Linked DNA regions of Mus musculus: region 2 is linked to region 1. A link is a contact called in public HiCAR-type data. All regions are on one chromosome and are shown on one strand. The core of a region is the stretch at or near the end of the contact, and the rest is flanking DNA. Distances in the headings are between cores, read along the strand shown. Region 1 has its middle 77 kb from the start of Fgf9. Region 2 has its middle 83 kb from the start of Gm33430.

What was found. HiCAR-type assays count read pairs that join an accessible place to other places.
Region 2: a contact with region 1 is called in a HiCAR-type map of kidney, with 4 times the contacts expected there. The contact joins two enhancer-like sites. A contact is called at or near these places in 3 of 484 Hi-C or Micro-C datasets (nephron progenitors and uterus), 1 of 115 datasets of contacts at active chromatin or transcription factors (kidney) and 1 of 9 other capture datasets (embryonic stem cells).

What each region holds. Positions count from the first base shown.
Region 1 is chr14:58,146,362-58,152,726 of GRCm38.p6, forward strand. No RefSeq gene overlaps it. Among named protein-coding and RNA genes, the nearest start is that of Fgf9, 77 kb to the left of the region's middle. Within about 2 kb of position 3,705, at least 7 of the 459 cell types and tissues checked have an H3K27ac peak or open chromatin away from gene starts, as enhancers often do. A contact at or near this core is called in kidney, where this site is marked.
Region 2 is chr14:58,509,073-58,515,437 of GRCm38.p6, forward strand. No RefSeq gene overlaps it. Among named protein-coding and RNA genes, the nearest start is that of Gm33430, 83 kb to the left of the region's middle. Within about 2 kb of position 2,644, at least 9 of the 459 cell types and tissues checked have an H3K27ac peak or open chromatin away from gene starts, as enhancers often do. A contact at or near this core is called in kidney, where this site is marked.

The DNA.
Region 1 (6,365 bases), core at 2,455-4,954:
TGCCAAGGCAAGGTGACAACCGCTTCATGCTCTTGCTACCACACCTTCCCCACCATGATGGTGTGATGCCTCCCCAGAACAGAGGTTCTCAACCTGTGGATCATGACCCCTTTCAGGGGGTGTCATAGGACCCTTCCACAGGGTTGCATCTCAGATATCCTGCATACCAGATATTTACATTATGATTCATAACAGTAGAAAAAAATGACAGTTATGAAGTAGCAGTGAAAAGTAATCTTACGGTTGGGCCTCAGCTCAACCTGAGGAATAGTATTAAAGCAATGAAGCATTAAGAAGGCTGAGCACCACTGCTCTAGGGGTAAGCACAAATAAACCCTTTCTCCTTTAAGTTGCTTTTGTCAGGATATTTTAATTACAGTAGCAGAAGTGAAATTATCACAATAATCAAGAGCTCTCATTTGCACCGACGAGTGCTTTCAGTGGCAATGGGTACATAGATAAGCCAATACAGAGCTTGTTTGCTGAACGAAACTTCATCTCAATTACATTCTCTATACGACCCTGCTTGGGTTCAGGATGATAGCCATTTCTTCATCTTTTGGCTCACAGGGCTTTGTTTAGCCTTGGCCACATCATGACAAATTTCCAAATTCTAGTGGGCATCCAAAGAGCCCACATCTCAAAGGCCACTCAACACTTTAGCTTATGAATATTGAAAGTGTATATTCTTAGGTCATCACCTCACCAAGACAGGGTTGTTTTGATGTGTGTGGAGAGCCTCTCTGTCAGGCCCAGATGAGAAAGAAACTGTGTAAAGGATTGTCAGAAATCTGCACTTTCAGTTCTTTTGTGAAATATGAAATGTAGGAATCATTGGACTCAATCTTATATGGATAATACCAGTGTGGAGTTGCGAGCAATGTCCCCACTACTTCTCCCTGGTTCAGCCCAGTCTAGCTATGGCATTGCCTGTCTCCCATTTTAGGATCGGAAATGGCATTAGGACCTTAGATATGGACTTGGGAACCATTGGTTCAAGAATGGAGAATTGAAGACAAGGAAATGAATGAGACTCTTTAGTGGGGTTGGGGAGATAATTTAAGGAAGAGAAGAAGAGATGTAGGAATGTTGGCAGGTGACACAGCTCTCCCTCAGAACTGCACACTGTATATATGATGTAGACTTGGAGGAAAAGCATCAGAGAGGCTGGGAAGATCTATAGCAGGGTTGTACCATAGAAGCAAGTGAATAAGCAGAAAATAAAAAACAAAGGGTTCTAGTATGGAAAGCAGCAAGTGGGAAGTTGCTGCAAAAAGGAGGGAAAGAAATCTTGGCTAAAGGCCACTAACCTTTGAAGCAAGGAAGTCTTAATGGCGTTTCAGTAGAGCTGTGCTGGCAGAGGTCAAGTGGAAACTCTGCTTTGATGTTTCCAGAAACCTGAGTTCATCTGCATGAAGACACTGGGACATAGCCAACCCCTGGGCTAGCCTGTGGCAGGCCTTGCTATAAGCTCCCCTCTCTGCACAGAAGAGAGAAGCCTGTTTGCCAGGGAGAAGCGCCTCCTGATTCCCTGTGAAATGCTTGAATTATTGTCTTTTTACAGCTGGAGATGCTGACTCTTACAGAGGTTGGGGATTCACTCAGGGGCATGCAGTAGCCACATGGAGGAGGTAGCCTCTGCCATTTGTTCTTCTCACACACCAGCTGGCTCAACACCCTCGTCTAGAGACAAGGTTCCTCTTTGCTCCCCATCACTCCAGATCTCGGCATCGCTGCGTACAAATCACACCTTCAGTCAGCTAATTCCTTTCTCATCATTTTTTTTTTTTTTTAGCCCTCTTCTACTTAACAGCTTCATCTTGTTCTCAGTGTGCCCCGGCTCAGTGAAAAGACACTAAGGTTTTAAGGCAAAAATAACTTGCTGTGACTCTGTGTTGCTCAACATGAAAGGCCTTTGCTTTGTCTATCACAGTAACATCTTCCCAAGCTCATTTTTTATTTTTGGAAATGTGTGCCATGAACGCAATCCACATTATTGCCGTGAAAAAAGAGACTGTTTTGTGGGAATGGGATCAATTAGCAGCTTGGATTAATTTCAATCTGATCCTTGAACACAGGTCAGATGCTCAACTGAGGGAAGACAAAGGGAGATGCATAACCTCTACTCCCAGCATGCTTAGCTCAGTCCATATAGGAATAAATGGTGCTCCCAGTAGCGAACTGTCAGGATGGCTCACCCCAGCCCCCATCTGCCCTGCGTCCTACCAGGCTTTGGGGGAGAAATGAATATTCTCAGATCCCCCATTTATATTCATTACTCTTATCCTTTTGGAGACACATCAGCACTGGTCATCAAAATAACTAATGTGGCTTGGGAACTCACAATATTCTAGGTACCAAGTTAAGTACTTTGTTGTGCATTTTCTTGATGTCTTCTCATAGCAGGTCTTCTTGGGACCAAGCGTTAGTCTGTTTTGTGTTGTATCAGAATGCCCAAGGCTGGGTACTTTATAACAAAAGATGTTCATTTGGATCATAGTTCTGGGGATTTAAGGATGTGACAAGCTATGTCTATGAGCTCCAGTGAGGATTTCAGGGCAGATGACATCATAGTGCTGTGAGAGTGGGCAGAAGAGACATCAGGTGGGTTTTGTTTTTGTTTTTGTTTTTGTTTTTGTTTTTGTTTTGTTTTGTTTTGTTTTGTTTTTTTTACAGCAGCCCGCTGGCTTGTGACTTAACTCACTTCTTGGTATGGCAGGGACCACTTTCCACAAGGTCCCAACTATTAAAACTTTAATGGCCTCACCACCACCATACTGGAGACCAAGCTTTTGCTTTGGGGGACACAAACTACATTGGAACCACAGCAGATTCTTATCCCCCTGTCTCTCAGATGTGGCTGGCATCATTGGGGGGATTTCCCCCAATGTCACACAGCCTCTAAGAGATGCAAGCTGTGGTCATTATTTCTCATGCCACACACTGTACCCTCTGTGAAATCCACTGCTCAGTGAAGAGCCAGAATCAGCTGGTATAATTATCCTTCCAAGGTAACACACTGCTCTCTGCCTGAGTCATGGGACCCAAGCACTGGTCAGATAGCCTGGCTTGCGTTTTTGTGGGGAGGGTCCCCTTCCTTTCCATTTCCAAAATATCTCAGATCACACCTGGATACTTATTTCTGACCCCCAGAACAAGGATCCATATAATGCAAGGTCATCCTTTGAGTCCTATCTTGTTTGTTTTAAAGTTTTGCCAAGGAGTAAACCCCCCCCCCCCCAACTTCTTTCCTTCTGTGTTCTAGTGATTTTGCCATAGAAAAGAACAAAATGACACACAAAACACTTACAAACCGAGAGCACCTTGAAAGAACCCCCAGCACGCGCGTGCGTAGCAGTCTCCTTCATCTTTTTTAATTCTAGGGATGCTTTGTCAGGTTGGATGGGGCCCAGCTTGCCTCTAACTCCTAAATGCAGATGGCTTCCCCTTTGGGAGGTAGCAGTGTTCACTAATGGACCCCTCGTGTTAACAGGAAACATAAGGTGGGGATGGGCCGGTATTTTAACAAGGTATTTATCACAGTGATTGTGCCCAGGGGTTTCTCATAGCGATTGCTTCATCAATTTTCGTCATCTTTCTTCCTCTGATTTCTGTGGTTCCCCGAAAGGGCATTGTTCAGCAGTACATTAATGTGAATGCTAAATATAGCTGGAAAGAGCCCAGTCCCGATGCTCCACTGCCCACTGGCAGGCAGGCATCTGCCAGTCAGTAACCTACTTTTATTCCAGTCTTTCTTGCTAGAATATATCATGCCATTGCTGCTATTTATATCCGGAAACCATTCTGAAAGTTGTTAGCGATCCTTCCTGGGGCAGCCAGCGCCCTGCCCTCCTCAAAGTCGCTGGAGTGTAAAACCATGGCGGGCATTCTTCCCCTCGGCTCCTGGCCGCACTAGGTGACCTTGAGCCTCACCATCCTTCCTTTGAAAACAAAACACCAACTTGGAATTTTAATTAAAAGGCAGCGAATGGGCTATCAAGCTCCGTGCCTTGGCTGAACTGCCGTTGACTGCAGTGTGGATTTGAGGTCAGCATTGTGAAGCCTGTAAGAGTAACTTATCGGGGAAATCACATCAGCCGAGTTCAGTTCTGGACTTCGCTCGGAGCCAAAGGCTCAGATGAGGGACTTTTTAATTTAATTTAAATTATTTTGGTCGCATAAAACGGGCTCAGTCAGAAGCACAGGAGATTCTATTAGGGAAATCCCCTCTGTCATCCCAAAATGAAGGAGCGCGAGCGAGCCATACGGAGAATACCCCTTTTCGTCCAGCCATGTGGAACTTATTGGTTTAATGTCACAACGTGAGTCGCCCAGTGGTGATGACATACGGAATGGCTCTCTTTGGTTCAGGGTGGCTTTTGGAGCACTCACTAGCGGTTCTGCTTTAGAACTGGCCCATAAAATGAATTAAGTCTGCTTTAAGTGGGTTGTTTTGCATTGAAAAAGTTATTTAAAGCCTTTTAAAAATAGCATTATCGGGTTTACGTTACTTTGTGAGGAGGCTCACACTCTGTTTATTGCAGAGACCTCCTGATTTCAACATTAAAAAACTCTTCATAAAGGGACTCCCCTCTCTAGATCTTCAGACACTGACCACCTTGCATGGCTCTGGTGACAAGCCACTGGAAGCCCATTCTTCCCATGGTCCGTCAGCAACAGTTTTCTTGATGGCGGATTGGTTGGTGGTTAAAAAGAGCCAGTCCCTACAAGGTACTATTATCTTGGGAATGTGAACCTATGTTTTGAGTCTTATTGAAGACATTGATGACTACAGAAGTCCCATGGAATAAAAGTACCTAGGATCTTGGGGATTGAGAGGACTCACGGAACTCCATCACCTTCTGCTTCTTTCACCAGGGAACAGGGAAGGTCGCATGTCAGGCACTCTGTGGGCCTCCTCCATTGGTCCAGAGTAGGTGTTATCACCTCTGTCTTACAAAGTGTCAAATCCCACAACCAAGGCACACTACCATGCATCAGAGGATGTAGACTTGTCTTGGGCCATGGCTTCTTGTCTTGACTTAATTTCCTTTGGAACTCTTGTCTCATTCACTGTTAGTAACAGAGGACTGAGTTCCCATTCATCCCTCAAGCCTATACGGCTGGATGCGGTGAGACAGGATGCTACGACCTTCCGATTCCTCTGCTGTTGACAGCATCATGTTCCCAATAACCGGTGGTTTAACACATTTGCCAGACTCCATTGCAGTGTGTGTGGGTGTTTGATAGCCTCTATGGTGGGTCCCAGAGATGGAGAGGGTGGGGAAAAGACTTCTGAAATGTATTTCAGTTCTTAAGCAAGCGGGTGATATGATTCTTCTGGAGGAGAGGCCTGGCTAGGAAGATTTGTTGATTGATGTGGTATCTGAAATCTCATCAGGATTGACTGGAAACTACTCAGGGTTTAATAATGGTTTCAAGAGTTCCCGAAAGTGCCCACACTGAAAATTCCCTATCTACAATTAGAAGTGGGAATGTGTGTGTGGGTAGAGGTCTGAGATGTTCTGGCTTTCTCGTGTTGCCCAGTTCCCTGCTGATGGGTACCTGTTTGTGCCTTGAATCTCCAGGTAGGTTTGTCCTCTTCATGCTATGCATTTGTGCGATGGTGTGTGCTCCCCACAGGCCTACTTTCCTGCAGTGTGGCTGATGAGGGGCTAAGGTTCTGATCTGCAGATCCATGCCCCTGTCAGCATTGAGAATCAGCATCTGAAATTCCCTGGCTGGGTGACACATGCTATTCCAAAGAAAATTGAGGAGGTGGAGGACAGCTTCAAGGGCACTTGAAATTCAGCAGGTCCTATGATGGGCTTCAGGGGAGACCTGCCAGGCAGAGATGTGGGGAGGACCCTTGTAGCTGAGGCCACTCTGGAGCAAGATTGGGGCAGGGTGACAAGCAGAGCCAGGTGCTGGAGGGAACAGCTGCAGCTGTGCCGTGGAGAGTGGTATTTATATGTGTACCATGTGGAAAGCATTGTGGCTGGACCCTGGGGTTTGTCAGCCACATCTCCCTCCTTCTCACACACCATGCAGGCAACACCTCAGAATGCAAGGGCAGTGATGCACATGTGGACATCTGTTGCTTTGATATTGCTTCAGAATCTGTGAACCTCCATGTTCCTCTGAAAGCTCACTCCACCCTGTGCAGTCCCCAGGAGCTCCGCCACGAACACTCAGGTTTCAGCCATCTCAGCTAGCCGTCAGTCTCCAGCTCCAGGGCTTCCTAGTGCCCCTCTAAATCAGCACCCCCATTCTCTTGAAATTTCTTTCATCTCTTCCTGTGTCCACTTTGATTTTTGCTCCTCCCTCTAAGAGTTTTCCACAGTGAAAGTCACTGCCTTGGACAC
Region 2 (6,365 bases), core at 1,394-3,893, 360 kb after region 1:
GAATGACTCGGGTACTCCCGACTTCAGTTCCCTCATCTCTAAGACAATTTTAATAACACCAGGAAATGATTTTATACCTCTACCAGAAAAGAATTATCAACATATGATACTCAATTAAGCAAGCAATAGCTTTTGATTCATGGTAAGGTGCCAAGTTTAAGCAATATTTTCTTGGCCAGGATTCTTCAGGCAAGAATCTGATTTTCACAATCAATTGGGCTTAGCAGCCCATAATGACCACAATAGCTACGTGCCTGAATAAAATACAAATTCCTCTCTGGTGTGCCAGGACTCATTGTTCTCGGGAGCGAAATGTGGAGTTGTTCAGTCTCACTTTGGGGTGGGGGATGTCTCTTTCTGATCAAACACGCATTCCAATAAATAACTCAAGATTTATTTCTCCATTAAAGAGACATTCTCAGCTGCACATTAATCAACTGGATAGAAGCAGGAAGCCCCAGCAGAAGAAGCTGTTGCCTATTCAAAGTATATGTGTGTGAGACGCAGCCCTCCCCTCTCTGTAACTATTGTTAGAAATAATGAATGATGTATCACGAAATGCCTTTCATGCCAAGTGGTTCTGAGACTCTTTGCAACTGCACTCATAAACAGGCATCATTTTCCCCAGCATTGAAATGGACCACCTCTTGGAGGAGACATGGCAGGTGTTTACTGATGCATAACAGCGTTCCAAAACAAGGCAGACCTGGAAGAGAGTGGCGTTGGGGGGTGGGGGGAGACACTGATATGTGACTCAGATCACCTGAGATGTTTCTGGCACTGGGCAGGATTGTGAGGGGTTTTTGTAACCCACCAGGCCAGTTCATGGTCACCTGCTAAATTACCCAAATCACAGAGGTGAGGAGCAGTTCTCTGTGGGGAGGCTGGTTTTCCATGCACCAGCCCATAGAGGAGGCTGAGTAGCATGGGAAGGCAGTCTTGAAAGATGCTGTGGTACTTCGATGTTGGCCTGGTGTCAAGAAGTGAGAATGAGAAACGGCTCCAGGGCAACTGGTCCAATTCTTGCTGTTTTCCTGTCATTCACCAAATATCACAAAAGGAACAACTTATGGAAGGAAGGAAGGAAGGAAGGAAGGAAGGAAGGAAGGAAGGAAGGAAGGGTGGGTTTATTTTGCCTCATGGTATAGGGTATAGGCTACCATGGCAAGGGAGGCCCGGGAGTGGGAAGGGCTCCCAGGAGCTGGTAGGAGTACCAGGATGCTCACTTACTGTAGGAGGATCAAGAAGCCAAAAGCAGACAGGAAGAGAAGTTTTGCTCAAGGCCAGTCCCCAGTAACCCACTTCCTCAAACAAGGTCTCACCTCCTAGGTTTCATGATTTTCTGAAACAGACACTAGCTAGGGACTAAGTGTTCAAACATAGGTGAACACTTCACATTCAACTCACAATAGTATACAGCATGTTCTCCAGCCCTGGAAATGGTCTCCATAGTCATAGACTTTTTTTTTTTTTTGACTATCTACCATGCTTCACATGGGTCTACCCCATGTACTATAGGATCTCAAGCAGGGTCACAAACTGTATCTCTTTTCAGCCAAATCTGCTCAGCATATTTCTTCTCTTTCAGGCCAAATAACTCAACTTACAGGTAGATTCATCTATCCTGGATTGGGGGGGGGGAGTCAAAGTTTAATGAACATTTGTATTGCCTCAAGTAGTCTGTGATTCCCCCTCAATCTATTGTGGCTTTGTATATGACTGAGAGAAAGAAGTCAACATAACACATAAAAGCCTATGGAATGCAGCAAACCCAGTGCCCAAAGGAAAGTGAAGAGCTGTGAAGACACACCCACCCATTGGAAAATAGAGAGCAGGGCTGGAGAGATGACTTGATGGTTAAGAGCACTTCCTACCTCTGCAGTGGACTGGGGTTCTGTTCCCAGCACATAAAGGAAATCTGGCGCCCTCTTCTGGCCTCTGTGTATGCCAGGCACGCCCACAGTGTGCAGACATACTCACAGGTAAAACATGCATACTTAGAAAACGCAAACAAACAAATCTCTAAAATGAAATAGTGTTTCCTTTACTGGACAACCTAGTTGAATGCCTCAAAGAACTAGAAAAAGAGCGACAAACCTAAATCCACATGGGGAAGGATATAATGATTAGAAAGGGGAAGAGAAAAAGTAGAGTCAATGAGACCAAAAGTTTTCCAGATGGACTGAGGAAGGAAGGTGACAGGGACCTGATCCTCTGTTTAGAGGTCTAGTTTTGCCCTCATCATGGCCTATGAGTCTTTATCTGCTGTCTTGGCTCACACTGTTGGAGAACATTAAAGCCTCGTCCTGGAAGTTTGTATAATCCAATAAAAGCTCAGCTCTTGCCTTCATTAGGTTTTGAAACAGGACCTGACCTTGAACTGTGATGCTTCTGTCTAAGTCTTCCAAATGCTGTAACCGCAGGTGTGTTCCACCATGCGCTGCTCCAGGTGGTGTGTGAGCAACAGAGGAATCACAGCGTGACAGGCAAGCCTGCAGTGCACAAGAGCAGCCTGGGACAGAGGCAGGGGTGCAAGGCTGGGTGCACGTTTAGTAAAAGTGGGAGAAAAACATCAGTAGCAGGGCGAGTTCTTTGGAATGATTGTCTAGCAGGGTCTTGGCTCAAGGCCTTGGCTGGCAAACCATCACCATTCTTGCTCTGAACCACTCCCAGCCATTCTGTCTTCTCGAAATGCAGGAGCCAGGGCTGTTGTTCCAATTTGCCAGCTTCTGGTGACAGCTCTGATTCTCTGTGGAAAATTCCACACTCCCAGACCAGGTCCAAGTTAAATATTGACCTTGCTAATTTTAAGCTGTTTCACCCATAGACACGTGTGCTCTTAGGAGGGTGTTTTGAAGTCATAGTCTGTGTGACCTCTAAGACACTGCTGCTGCTGCTGCTTCATGGGACAGTGTGCTGGGAAGCAGGAGTTATACACCTCCAGCCACTTTCCTTGTGGGGAAGAGCAAAGGGCAGCCATAGGAATGCTTTTGTTGACCTCAGCATTTGAGGATACTGCTGGGTCTCTGTGGTCCCATGAAACGGATGTTGTGTTAACATTATCCCCTCCATCATCTGCAACACCTGGATGTCCCTACTCCTGTTGAGTTGTGAGTCTGCCTCTACCCTGCTTTGGATGCTCCGTGTTCCTCTCCTGGCCCATCCACAGAGGCTCCAGATGCACCCTTTATTTAACGCAGCCTCTCCTCCCATGTTACAGTGTCTGAAAATAACTTTTCAAGTATTTGAATTCAAAGATCTAACCAGCTGTCAGCAGTGGTCCACCATGAGGGTTTAGCTCAGCTGTTGGTTCAGAGCGGGTGTTACTGTGCCACAGAAAGGAGGGGTTTAGCAGGCAGTTTGGGCAGTTTGATGGCTACTCTTGATGCAGCTTCAAATCCTCTCGGAGACACCCGGTGTGAGTGTCGGTGAGGTTGTCCATTAAATGGTTTCACTGAGGAGGGAAACCCATCCTGAATGTGGGTGGCACCATCTTGTGGGATGGGGTCCTAGCGTAAGTAAAAGAGATTTGGAAGACATCTAACTGCGTGTCGGCAGTCATCACTCTACTGCCTCAGTGGAGGTCCAGCACTGTCTTATGGTGATGGTCTGTAAGCCCTCAGACCCTGAACTAAATAAACCCTCCATTCCTGAAGTTTCCTTTGTTAGGTATTTTATCATAGCAATGGGAAACTTGACTAATAAACTCTGATGTTGGCATAGTGATGGAAACCACATAATGCCTTCCTCATAACAGTTCCCTGTGGGCACAGTGACATGTGACTGCATTTTGAAAGTCTCCCCAAATAGTGATCGAATGCCTACGATCGGTGTAGGTGGAATAGACCAAAAGGTGGTGTTATTCAGCTGATTAGCTGATAAGTGTCATGGCTGAGACACAGAACAGACCCCAGTGTCCCTCCAACTCAGTGTGGCTGTCTAGGAAGCCATTTGGAGAGGAGTATGTAAAGGCAGCAAAGTCTGATGGCCCACAGCCCTCAGCCAAGGGCTTTAGAGCACAGCCTTGTGCTGAATGTTGGCCGGAGATGCATGTGGGACAACCAGAGCCCCCTTCTGTACAGCCTGTGTCTTTTCCTTCCCTTCCTCCTGTCTCTGCCATAAAACTCCCAAGTTAGTTCCATTCACTATTGCTGGGCACTGCTACTAAGTTCTCAATACTTCTGCCTGCTACTAAACTCTCAGTACTTCTGCTTTAGCGCTTTGCGTACAGGATGATACACCCCTTCCTCACCTTCCCTGAAATTTAGTTAAGAGGCTGGAGAATTGCCACTGTAAACAATTCTCTGGTCAGAAAGCAAAGGGGTATGGTATATAAATAAAGCAGGATCTTGTTTTGACTGTAAATGAAGACATCATTGATAGTATACTAGAAATATCTCTCAGGCTATATTAGTAAAGTAGAAATCAGGGGATGACAGCGGTGTTTGAGGTTGGCTGAGTCAGTAACTGGGCCGATGCTGGGGTCTGACTGACAGCATTGGCCAGAGACAATGGTATGTGGTGTCTAGCTACTCTCTCCTTTCAGGATGGAGGTTGACATAAACAGGATGTTTTCCTGTGACAGATCTAGAGCTGGAGATCCTCTTTGGAATGTGCGCCCTGTTATATGCACTGCATTAGGAGTGGAGTGTACAAGCTGGATGTGCCCTGTTCCTGCCCTGGGGGTCCTCCATAGGAAATTAATGTGAGACTTTCATGCACATACCAGCAAAGTCAGCTCACCTGTGTAGTGTGGTAATTATGCATTTCACGCAGGCTTAATGAGATGGTAGGCACAGGAAGAAAATGCAGCATAATTACTTAAAATTGAAGCAAGACATTTTTCTTAGATGTTGTAGGTATTTACGTTGAGTGACCCCAGACAACCATCTTTTAAGATCTTTTTCTTTGAGCCTGTCCAACACCACCCCACCCCCCATATTGGATATTGAATTCAGGACCTCTTTCTTCTAGGTTAGTGCTCTACCACTAAGCTATATCCACACACACACTCCCTTTTATATGTTTGCGTTTTGAAAGAGGGGTTCACTGTTGTAGCCCAGAATGGCTTTGAACTTATTCTCCTGCCTCAGTCTCCCAAGAAGGTGAGATTACAGAGGTGCACACCACCATGATTAGCCTCTTAGAGCCATTTACAATATACCCTACCTAGTCTCTGGGCAGAACGTTTACACTAGTTCTCACGGGAGCTTGACCTAACCTAGGGACCAAATTATCCTTTCCATACAGTATTTTCCCCACTATCTTCATGGTCACATTTATTTCATATTTTGCTCAATTATCCATAAAACAAATGAAGAGAAAACAAACCTAGCAAAATATTAAGTCTCTTTTTAAATCCCTAGGAAACATTTACTTGAAAGAGTGTGCATGTTGTGTTTCTCAGTTAAGAATATTAATCTCTTTCTTTTTAGATTTTTTTTACCCCCTGACTCTGCAGCCAGTGTGTATAATTCAGCCTCTTTTGTGCAGATATTATTTCCCTCTTATGAACAGCTCTACATCAGTAGTACCAGGCACCAGGCACAGATCCCATAGACGTATGGCTGTGAAGAATATTTCCTGGCTGAGGCAGAGTTGGAGACTCTGAATCCTCCAGGTTACCTGAGCCCACCTGTCTTAACTCCCTTGTGCTGGCCAGCTGCTCTGAAAATCCTCAGAAGCCCTGAGGGAAGTAGGGAGGAAAGGCTTTCTGAGGTCCTCTGCTTTTCCGGCTTCATGGAAGATGTTCAGGATGTGAGCACCGACTAACCACAGAAGTGATTTTTTTTAATGCCCTATATCCACCTTACTGGGGGGTGTGTGGGAAGGTTGGCATCATCAGAATAAGTTCCTGTGGAGGTCAGCAAGAAGCTGAGCATACTGTAACCTCTACACCCCAAAGTCCTCTCTCCACCCAGCGGGCACGTCTGCAAAATGATTCATTGTCTTGCATCCACACAGGCCATAGGTTCTTACTCCACTTTCCTCAGACTCTTTCCTCTTCATTATGACCAGCTGTGTTTGGAGACTATTGACCACACTAAAATCTTTCATTTAGGCGGATGGAATGCTTTCTGGACTTTCTTTCTTTCTTTCTTTCTTTCTTTCTTTCTTTCTTTCTTTTTTTCTTTCTTTCTTTCTTTCTTTCTGTCTGTCTGTCTGTCTTTCTCTCTCTCTCTCTTTCTTTCTTCTCTCTCTCTCTTTCTTACCCCCCTCCCTCCCTCCCTCCCTCCCTCCCTCCCTCCCTCCCTTCCTTCCTTCCTTCCTTCCTTTCTTTTCTGCTTTTTTCCCCCTTTGAATTCTGTTCTATGCATTAAAATTGTTCCCTTCTTCATGTTTCTGCTACCACTGGTTTGGTGCAT